Linked DNA regions of Mus musculus: region 2 is linked to region 1. A link is a contact called in public ChIA-PET data. All regions are on one chromosome and are shown on one strand. Each heading gives the region's core, a stretch centred on a gene start, on an enhancer-like site or on the middle of the called end of the contact. The rest is flanking DNA. Distances are from core to core; before and after follow the strand shown.

Region 1 (5,016 bases), core at 515-3,014:
ACGCCAGGGCCAAAAAGTGGAATGGGTGGGTAGGGGAGTGGGGGGGAGGGTATGGGAGACTTTTGGGCTAGCATTGGAAATGTAATTGAGGAAAATACGGAATAAAAAACAATTAAAAAAAAAAAAAAGAAAGCAGCTTACAGTCCCAGGCAAGATGAGTTTGAATGGCCTCACTAGTGCCAATCTGCCCTGCTGAAACTAAGGTGTGTGGAGGATGTACAGAGTACACATTGTGTGCCCTGAGATAGCAAGAAAAGTAAGTAGCAATGGCAGGTGGCTCTTTGTGAGTTCTAGGCCAGCCTGGTCTACAAAGATACTTGTAAGACAGCTAGGGCCACACACACACACACACACACACAGAGAGAGAGGTTGGAGGAAGAACATCAATATCGTTAGTTCAAGGCTCATCCCAATCCAGAATAATTTACAAGTTACAAATAGAAGAAAAGAACACTTTTGCAGGTGAACATTAGCTTCGACGTTAGTGTAACATAATTTTTTGCAATGCTAGAGACTGAACCTGGGGACCTTACACAAAGCAAGCAATTGTTCTACCTCAGGGTCACACCCCTGCCCCCAAGGCCTCTTCCTTTTTCTGTTAATCCCCTTGTTCTGCCGCAGGCGGGATCCAGGCTTGTCTTGAAACAAGGCAAGCATGGAATCTTTATGATTTGTCAGAAGTTAAACTATGTCACTGTGAGTTGAAGCAACCTCGAAAGCCAACCAAGGTTCCCCTTTGGATTGGTGAGCTCACAACAAAAGACCTCTATGTTCAGTGATAGCCAGCAGGGCACCTGGGGACTGTGGCCTGCTTAGTTACACGATCTGAAGTCCTTTGACTGTGAGAAATTCAAGAAGACAGATACCTCCCCTATGCCAGGTTCTATTTGATCAAACTTGGCCTAGGCTTGGTGAGCTGGAGAGATCGAGGGTGCAGGCTGCCCAGAAGTGGATGAAGCAAAAGCTACTGCTTACACGAAGCTTAGGGTTTAAGATTAAGGAGAAGGTGCCTTCGGTCCTGAGTGAGTTGCCTAAGACCACAGCAAGTTGAGGTTAACAGTTTCCCTGAGGTCACCCAGACCAATTCTTGGATTTCAGGATCCCGGTCAGTTTTGAAGGTCTGTAGGTCACACACTTAAGGAACACCTTGTCCTGGAGGGTGAATACATTCATCCTGCCTCAAATACTCCCTAACCGACTTTCTCAGGGACTAAGAAATGAAGTGCCAGAGACCAGGAAACAAAGCCTGCAGAGGCAGTCCGAAGGACCTCCCGTTCTATTATTTATAATTATTTTGTTTGCATGCATGTGCATCAAAAACACCAGATGCAGGGGCCAGAAGTGGATGTTGGGAACTGGAGTTAAAGACAAAAAAATGAGCTGCCACGCAGGTGCTCATACCCACTGGGCAGTCCACCACCCCACCCGTTTTAAATTGTACTTAAATACGTGTGTTTGACCTCCTTTGGTCCATGATCTGCCAAGACAGGCCCCGCCTAGCCGGTATTTGGCTATTCTGTGGGTTGGCTTGAGGAGCCAAAGTCCAGCCTGGTTCAGACCGGTTCCGCTAGGCACATCTTGGCGACCAGTGATCATACACCCACTGTGTACTCCCACTCAGACTAGCTGAAAGACTAACTAGTGAATCTGAGAGAACTTCAAAAGGTGAGCTGCAGGGGAGGGCCACGCCCAGCTTCGCCCAGGCCACGCCTACACCTCCACCCTCCTACTTAGCCGAAAGGGCGGCACCCGACTCCAGCCTCGCCCACCAACGTCACGACCAAGGCCAAGGGGCGGGCTTGACTTTCTGCGGAAGAGCGAGGAGAGACCCAGGCCCAAGCGGAGCTCTCTGGAATAGCTGGCGACTAGCAGGTAGCACCGCCGCCCACGGGGACCGTCAGTGGGAGAGGGGCTCTGGCTGCAAGAGGTTCAGCTAGTGGGAGCGGAGCTGTTGATACGAGGACGCTCAGCAAGCGGGGCTGAAGGTGTCCTGGGGAGGGGAGGCTACAAATACTGTGGTCACTGAGCTGTCAGCGTCCACGTCTCAGGGACCATAGATTCCGAGAGTTGGCTAAGCTGCCAAGGTCCCTATTTCCAGGTTGGAGGGAGCCCTGGGCTTGCTGGGTGCGGGGTTGAGAGTCGCACACACAGCTGAGATGACATGGTCTCTAGTTTGACACCTCATCCCGGACCTGATCAGGATGGGCAGCAGCTCACTGTCCGAGGACTATCGCCAGTGCCTGGAGCGCGAGCTGCGGCGCGGCCGCGCGGGCGTTTGCGGCGACCCCTCGCTGCGCGCGGTGCTCTGGCAGATTCTGGTGGAAGACTTTGACCTGCACGGGGCGCTACAGGACGATGCGCTAGCCCTGTTCACTGATGGCCTGTGGGGGCGGGCTGACCTGGCACCGGCCCTCCAAGATCTGGCCCGCGCCTTTGAGCTCCTAGAGCTGGCCGCTGTGCACCTGTACCTGCTGCCCTGGAGAAAGGAGTTCACCACTATCAAGGTATGGCATCAGTGGTGCTCCTTCACTCCCGTCCTTGTCCAGGCTGTTTGAGGGCTGCAGATCCTCTTCAGGGGAGGGTTCTGCGTTGAGGGCTCGTGGGCGTGTTGGGATGCATGCCTACCAGTCATTCACCTAGAACTTATATGGCTGTCCTCAAAGTAGTCTCACTGCCCTAGTTGCCATGGAAATTCTAGGGTAGACGTGGGTGGGTGAGGGAGGTACTTGATGTCCTATGGTCATCCTAACTCCTCTAAGATGTGGACTGGTCCCCATCTGTAAAAGGAGGCTGCTAAGACTGGGAAGAGAACAGCAGATCAGAACAGCAGGGATCTTATTCCTGCCTGGGTCCAGGTTAGGCGGCCAGGTCCAGGGCTGGCCTAGTCCTTAGGTCAGATGGCAGACCACTTAGAGGGGGTAGGGCCGCTCTGAGCTAATTTTGAGTGGGAAGGCAATGACGTCAGAATGCACGTGGGCGAGGTAAACCTCCACCGGTTGTCATGGTAACGTCTCCCCCTCCACACCCCACCAGCCTGCTGCTCCACGGGAATACCTGAGATCTCAGGACTTTCATTCAGTTCTGTCAAGCTAGAAGCCCACCCATCCGCCCCAGAGGACAGAGGCAGCCAGGCGTGGCCTTCACACTGAATAGTTCAGAAATAGTGTTGGGGTGGAGCTGGCAAGGATAGAGCCTCCTAGCTGTGTGGTTTTAGGGAAAAGCCCCTTTTCTCTTAAGTCGAGGTGCAACGCCCTAAGGAGGGTGTTCTGGCCAGTGCTCCTTGTGTGTAGACATCCTCTCCCTAAGGGTGCTATGCACAGAAGTGCTCCAAGGAAGCCTAGAGCTGTTGTAGACGGTCACACTTAGAAAGACCCAAGCTTAAACCCTGGAGCTTTGATTCCATTGGTAGCTTGGATCTAGAAAGCACATTGGACTTTCTGGAATACTACAGTCGTGGGAGGCTACCTGCCAGCGAGGTACAGTGGAATATTCCTGTAGGCTGAGGCAGGAGGATGGTGAGTTTGGGGTCAAGCTGGGCTATACAACAAGGACCTTGTCTCGACCACAATGCTTGCTTAGCATACACAAGGGTTTAGGTTCTCCCTTGGAGGAAAACAATGTCTGACATCCAAGCTCACTCCAGACAGATAGAAACTGTATCAGGGGGTGGACAGGAGCTTCAGAAGTGCACCGAGGTCAAGGCAGGCTCAACCCACATAGGCTACATCTAGGAACCTTTATGGAAGTGCATGTCTGACCAGGACCCTTCCTTACAGACCTTCTCAGGGGGCTATGTGCATGTGCTGAAGGGTGTACTCTCTGAGGAGCTCCTGACTCGAAGCTTCCAGAAGATGGGCTACGTGCGCAGGGACAACCACCGCCTAATGGTGACCACCCCACCCCCTGCCTGCCAGCTGGTGCAGGTGGCCCTAGGTTGCTTTGCTCTTCGGTTGGAGTGTGAGATCCTAAGTGAGGTCCTGACTCAGCTGGGTACAAGCGTACTACCAGCCGAGGAGCTGCTCCGAGCTCGACGGGCTAGTGGGGATGTAGCCTCCTGTGTGGCCTGGCTGCAGCAACGCCTGGCCCAAGATGAGGAGCCACCACCTCTGCCCCCTCGGGGCACACCTGCCACTTATGGGGCCCCAGTGGACCTGTATCAGGACCTGCAGGAAGATGAGAGCTCAGAGGCCAGTCTGTATGGTGAGCCTTCCCCAGGGCTGGACTCGCCTCCTGTGGAGCTGGCTTACAGGCCACCACTCTGGGAGCAGAGTGCCAAACTATGGGGTTCTGGAGGTCAGCCCTGGGAACCGCCAGCTGATGATATGCATCGGGCCAGCAGCCCACCATATGGGGCTCTGGAAGAGGAGCTGGAGCCAGAACCCTCTGCTTTCTCCTTCCTTTCTCTGCGCCGTGAGCTGAGTCGCTCAGGAGACTTAGCTCCCCCTGAGTCCCCTTCAAGCCCCGGGCAAGCCAGCCCCCGACACAGGCAGGCAGAAGCAGCTGCATCCTCGGCCTATGGGCCTGCTGTTGAGCCTCTGAGCTACCAGGCACACAGCTGCTTGAGCCCTGGCAACCTACCCACCCTCTGCTGTGACACCTGCCGCCAGCTCCATGCTACCCACTGCACTGCCCTATCTGCCTGCCGCCCGACTCATTCACTGCGCATTCTTCTTGGTGACAACCAGAGACGCCTGTGGCTGCAACGAGCACAGGTGGATAACCTGCTCTATGACAGTCCTGGGGCCCATCCCTAGGCCCAGATGGACCCCAACAATTTTGGGGACAGTTTCCATGGTGCTTCTTTTGGAAAAGGACCTAGGCCACTGGCTACCCTGGCCCTCCTACTCCCCAGGGGCCATTCAGGACCTGCAGTTGAAAGAGGGTAGAGCCTTCGTGGAACGCTCTCACCTGGTGCAGTCTCAGCCCTGGTGCAGCAGGCCGAGCTCAATCAAAAAGATCCTTCCCTCTCATCCCTAGCCTCATGCCCAGATGTGCTGGGTAGAGAAGTCCAGGTTA
Region 2 (4,970 bases), core at 731-3,230, 320 kb after region 1:
TTGCACTTAACTATCCAAGTCTCCCCCTCCCTTCCCTGAGTTTTCCTCACTGCCTTCTGAGTCTTCGGTTTATAGATGCTCTCCATCCTGGCTGACTGCTGCTCTTGTCTGTTAAAGAATTCTCCAGAGGGCTCCAACTCCCAGAGAGAGAGGGAGGGGTGGGGGATGGGAGAGAAGGTCCTGCCATTTGGCTACACTGACAAAGCTGAACAAGCTCTTCCCAGAATTAGTTCTTCAGTGTGGGTCCCAGAAGTTGTCATGAAAGAAGCGGTGCCTTTCAGGTGTATGTCACATGGCTTGACAGGAATGGGTAAAAGGGCAAGAAAGTCTTAAGTCGGGATCCAGGAGACAGGCTGGTCTCTAGAGAGTAGCAGGCTACAGTGAGCCATGATGAAAGCTCTAGAGGTTGGGTTATATCAGCCTCCTAGGAACATGGACATGTTTCAGGTTGGTTAGGGTTGTTGTTAACTCTGGAGAAGACATAAGTTGTAATGAGCTGAGTTATTCCTGAGACTACAGGACCTGGGCTATGTATGTGGGTGGTGTACATGAATTCGATTTAAGGTAGGGGTGTGTGTGTGTGTGTGTGTCCCAGCAAGGTACCCTGACTTGATTTGGGTTTGTTTGATTACTTGCTTAAATCTGGCCTTTTCTGGAGCTTGACAGGACCCGTGAAATTGCTGTGTGACGCTGCAGTGCTTGGCCGTGGTGGATCTTTCCTATCTTACCTGGTCACTCTGTAGAAAGCAGTCCAAGATGGAGTACGTAGGTGTCTATTCTTCAGGGACTACAGAGGATCCCAGGTGGCAATGTTGAGTAAAAGTTCATGAAGGAGGGCCTGCTAGTGACAGAACACTGACTGGCTCTGGCTATACAATGTGAACTTACTTCCTCACGTAAGGCACATGTTATCAAAAGCAACATAATTTTAAATTTTTTCTCCCAAATGAATCATACACTATGTGACATACTCTTCTGTCACATATCTTGCTACAGACCCATTAGTGACACAAGCTGACATGTAGAGAAGAAAGTGCCAAAAATGTCTGGAACATCTATATACTGCATACTGAGATAGCCTTAGTAGAGACCAGCAAATCTCCTACTCTTATGGTCATGCTCTGTCCACAGAGCTAGATGGCCGCTGTGTTATCCAAGGCCCCTCAGCAGGAAGTGAGATCTTTCGTCCAGTTCAGGCTCATTCTCATTCTCCTGTGACAGATGGCAATCTGTCTCAGCAGAAGCCTCTTCTGCACTTCTCAGAGGGTTTCTAGACCGCGGGCATCCCTCATGCAGACTGGTGAGCAGGAGGTGGCTCTAAGGGTGGGCACCTGCCTCTGTCTAATTAGGTCCCTCAAGGAAGGATAGCACATCCCCTAATTTGCAAACTATGTGTACCCTGTGTGCCATAATACCTATTGGCTCTTTACAGTACCAGAGCATCCAATGTTTCTCCAGGACAAACACAAATTCACCCCTTAACTGAATCTGATGGCTGCTCCCTGGGGTTGAAGCCTACCTTAAGAGGCGGCTGCGCGAGTGCCACCAACAGGGCAATAGCTTACAGTCAGGCTGTTGGGTCCTGTGATTTTTTTTTTTTTCCGGGAGTGTTCTTGAGGTCTGTGTATGAAATGTAGACTACCCCTGACAGACAGGAGGTACAGGAGGCTGTGGCCAAGAGCAGGATGCTAGAAAGATTGATATGGAGCCTGATTCACTCTCCCCCATCCTTAGCTGGGTGTCGCCTTAACTCAGGACACCACACAGGAGTTAGTGATGGCAGTGGCAGAGAGGCTGATGTCTACTTTGTGAGTATTGTCCTCTGGGCTTTCTGTTCTTTCCTTCCCTTTGCTATAGCAGGAGAGAAGAGTCTAGCATGGCTGTGCAGGGTTTCTCTCACAGAACTGTTGCTGGGGCTGCCAAGGGTAGCAAACCACTGAAACCTCGATGGCTTCTCCAGTGTGCAGCTCCTACCCCCATTCACAAAAGTCAGCGCCTGAAGCACCCCCTCTGACACTTGCTGCTCATCAGCATTCTTAGCTTCACAGCTCCTTGGGTGTTACCATTTCCTGTTCAGTCCCCATTTCTCCAACAGTAACACACGTCATGACTATAAAACAGAGCATTCTTGAGCATAGAGGATCCTCAAACACAAGTTCCCCAGTTGGCCTTCATTCCCTATATTCAACTTCCTGATTTTAATAATGTAATATTTGATTTAATGTTTAATAATGTAATATTACATTGATTTTAATAATAAGTATATAAAATATTCCTACTACCTAGAAAATGGCTACGTAAGACCTTCCTGGTGGGCTGAATCCCACAGTGCCACTGTGGCTCCCGTTGAGGTTGCTCTAGTTTCCTTCTAACTATTGTGGAACTTTTTTTACATTAGTTTATTATTATTAATTTGCGCGCACAAGTGTGTGTGGAAGCCAGAAAAACTGTTAACATGTCTGTCTCTTGCGTTCCAATTTATTTTGACCAATTGATTGATTGAAGACAGGACTCACACGTGTTCTTTCTCAAGCATGTGGAAGTCTTTGATTGGGGGAGGTTCCCATGGACATGCTTCCTCAGCTATGTCAGAGGGCAGTTTGTGGGCAGAAGATCTCTCCTACCACATGGGTCCCGGGACCATTGGGTTTGTCAGCAGACACTTGTGTGCAGTGAGACATCTCATCTGAAGCTTCATTTTTCGAAACATGGTCTCTTACTGAACCTGGAACTCACCAATTTGTCTGGCCAGCAAGCTTCTTATATGTAGGGATTATAAATTAATACTGCTACTCCTGGCTTTTTATATAGGTGCTGGAGATCTGAACACATGATTCTGCAACAAACGAAACCATTTCCCCCAGCCATAGTCACATGCAAGGTCACAGAACTTTTGCTTATATTTTTCCCCTAAGTTTATGACATCAGTTGACATAGCAAAGACTTTTGACCAAATTTAACATTTATTACAATTTATTCAACAAAAATTCCTGTGTGCCATCATTTAATAATGAGGGCTGAATTCTATATAAGGTTGGATACAAAGCAGCAGAAGGACACCAAAGTCCCCACCTCTGGCAGTTTTATGCAGGCGTTGGCTAGCACAGTAGCAAAATAAAAGCCACAAGAGATTGGAAAGGGCAGAATAAACTTTACTCCAGGATATCAACAGTTGCACAAAAGCTACAAGAATTAATGGTTCGGGCAAGGTGTCAAATGTAAATAAAATTTACTTCTAAATGTAATTAATGAAAAATCAGGGATTTTTCAGATTGAAATTTAAAATATATAGCTGGGTGTGATGATTACAAACATCTGTAATCCCACCTCTGGTAGGATTCAGGATCAGGCAGTGCTACAGTAAGACCATTTCTCAAACAAAAACATCTCCAGGGAATTCACCTTTCTCTTAAGGCCTCTGAGAGCACCTGCATATTAAAGCCACACATTCACACACGCACACATGCATACACTCAGAGGCAGAGGCACACTTGACTGTATGCATACACACAGAACTAAAAATAAAATAATTTTGTCAGGCTTGGAGACACACTCAAAAGGAAGGGGTAGACAGATCTCAACAAGTCATTTGTTAAAGGATGTGAAAATTCCTGAGCAATTAGGAAGACCTAAATAACTGCATCCATCAGGAAATTGTCTTTAGGTATATATAAATTTGACATACTGCCACTGAAATCCTTACAGGTCTTTGGTAAGAACTGATCCTTGAGCTTACATGAACACTCAAGGAACCTGTTGTAACTCAGGTTGCTTTGCAACTGGAGAAGTTATGTGCTCTCTGATTGGAATATTTACTATAAAGATGAGGTGGGGACAGGAGTGTGGCACATTGAGTCTCCAAGGAAGGCGCCAGGATGGTTTATCTTGGAGAGGGTGAGCTGCTTGGTTCATACGTCTGGGTTGCTGGTGTCTAGTAGAGTTGTTTGCCCTTACAGAGTCCCTGGTGGATGGGAGTTGCAGCTTTGTTTCTCCTCTCTGCTCTCTGTAGATCATGAGTTAAGGCAAGCTTTGCTCTGTGTACCATGTACGCACAGGTGCATGGGGCCAGGACTGCCTTAGGTACCATGGCGTTTCCACCTTGACCATCTTTATGGCATGTGTTGATTAAGCTTGGCTTAACTTAATGCTCAAGGTATTCTAATTTACGAAGTGGTCATTCTGTAGCGTTTACAGTTGGTCTCACTTCAGTTATCATTTTACAGTGGAGAGAGCTTGAACCATGCTGTCTTTTCCCAGTTGCAGAACAAAGTTTTGTGTCCACATTCACTTTCAAGAACATCTTTGTATTGGGGGTGGAAGAATGGCAGTCAAGACAGGGTTTCTTTGTCCTGAACAGTCCTGACTGCCCCGGAACTCAGTTTTGTAGTCCAGGCCGGCCTTGAACTCAGAGATCTGCTTGTTTGTGCCTCCTAAGCACTGGGATTAAAGGCAGGCACACACCACGGCCTGCTTAAGCACTCATACAGTTCTGTGTTGAACTCTAATGTGTTCTAGATAAAGAGGTTGGTGTGCTCCTCTCCCCCCATCTGGTTTTGTTTGCATGGAGGCATCAATGTCACTTTCAGAGGATCACCATGGCCACCTGCTGCTAGCACACTCCTCAGCTGAACAAAGCACTGGGCCTTCGTACGCTATTTTAGCCAAACTACACGCTGTGCTTAGTTACCTAGGCAAGGAGCTGCGAGGTTTGTTTTTTGGTTTTTTTGTTTTTTTTGTTTTTTTTTTTTGTTTTTTGGTTTTTGTTTTTCGAGACAGGGTTTTTCTCTGTGTAGCCCTGGCTGTACTGGAACTCACTTTGTAGACCAGGCTGGCCTAGAACTCAGAAATCCACCTGCCTCTGCCTCCCGAGTGCTGGGACTAAAGGCATGTGCCACCACGCTGCGAGTTTTATGTATGTTTTTAAAATGTGAAACTTTTTTAGTGACACACATGCAACTTCCATTTCACTT

The links. ChIA-PET counts read pairs in DNA pulled down with a chosen protein or histone mark.
Region 2: an RNA polymerase II ChIA-PET map of effector CD8 T cells shows a contact between it and region 1, with 12 read pairs. The contact joins the enhancer-like site here to the promoter of Spata2l in region 1. A contact is called at or near these places in 3 of 39 promoter capture datasets (cranial neural crest, fetal liver and liver), 6 of 115 datasets of contacts at active chromatin or transcription factors (the SCID.adh cell line, bone marrow-derived macrophages, effector CD8 T cells and 3 more) and 3 of 9 other capture datasets (adipose tissue, liver and pancreatic islet).

Annotation. Positions count from the first base shown.
Region 1 is chr8:123,233,006-123,238,021 of GRCm38.p6, reverse strand. It overlaps Spata2l (spermatogenesis associated 2-like), which reads left to right and starts at 1,764. Exons shown (of 3, transcript NM_030176.3): 1 at 1,764-1,872; 2 at 2,173-2,504; 3 at 3,777-5,016. The coding sequence starts at 2,202. The coding sequence ends at 4,754. 4933417D19Rik (RIKEN cDNA 4933417D19 gene) reads right to left here and starts at 2,931. Exons shown (of 3, transcript NR_045849.1): 1 at 2,469-2,931.
Region 2 is chr8:122,909,366-122,914,335 of GRCm38.p6, reverse strand. All of the region lies in intron 3 of Ankrd11 (ankyrin repeat domain 11), which reads left to right. It overlaps Gm39273 (a long non-coding RNA gene), which reads right to left. Exons shown (of 4, transcript XR_003947488.1): 3 at 1-4,970. Among named protein-coding and RNA genes, the nearest start is that of Gm39272, 22 kb to the left of the region's middle. Within about 2 kb of position 1,980, at least 24 of the 459 cell types and tissues checked have an H3K27ac peak or open chromatin away from gene starts, as enhancers often do. A contact at or near this core is called in the SCID.adh cell line, bone marrow-derived macrophages and effector CD8 T cells, where this site is marked.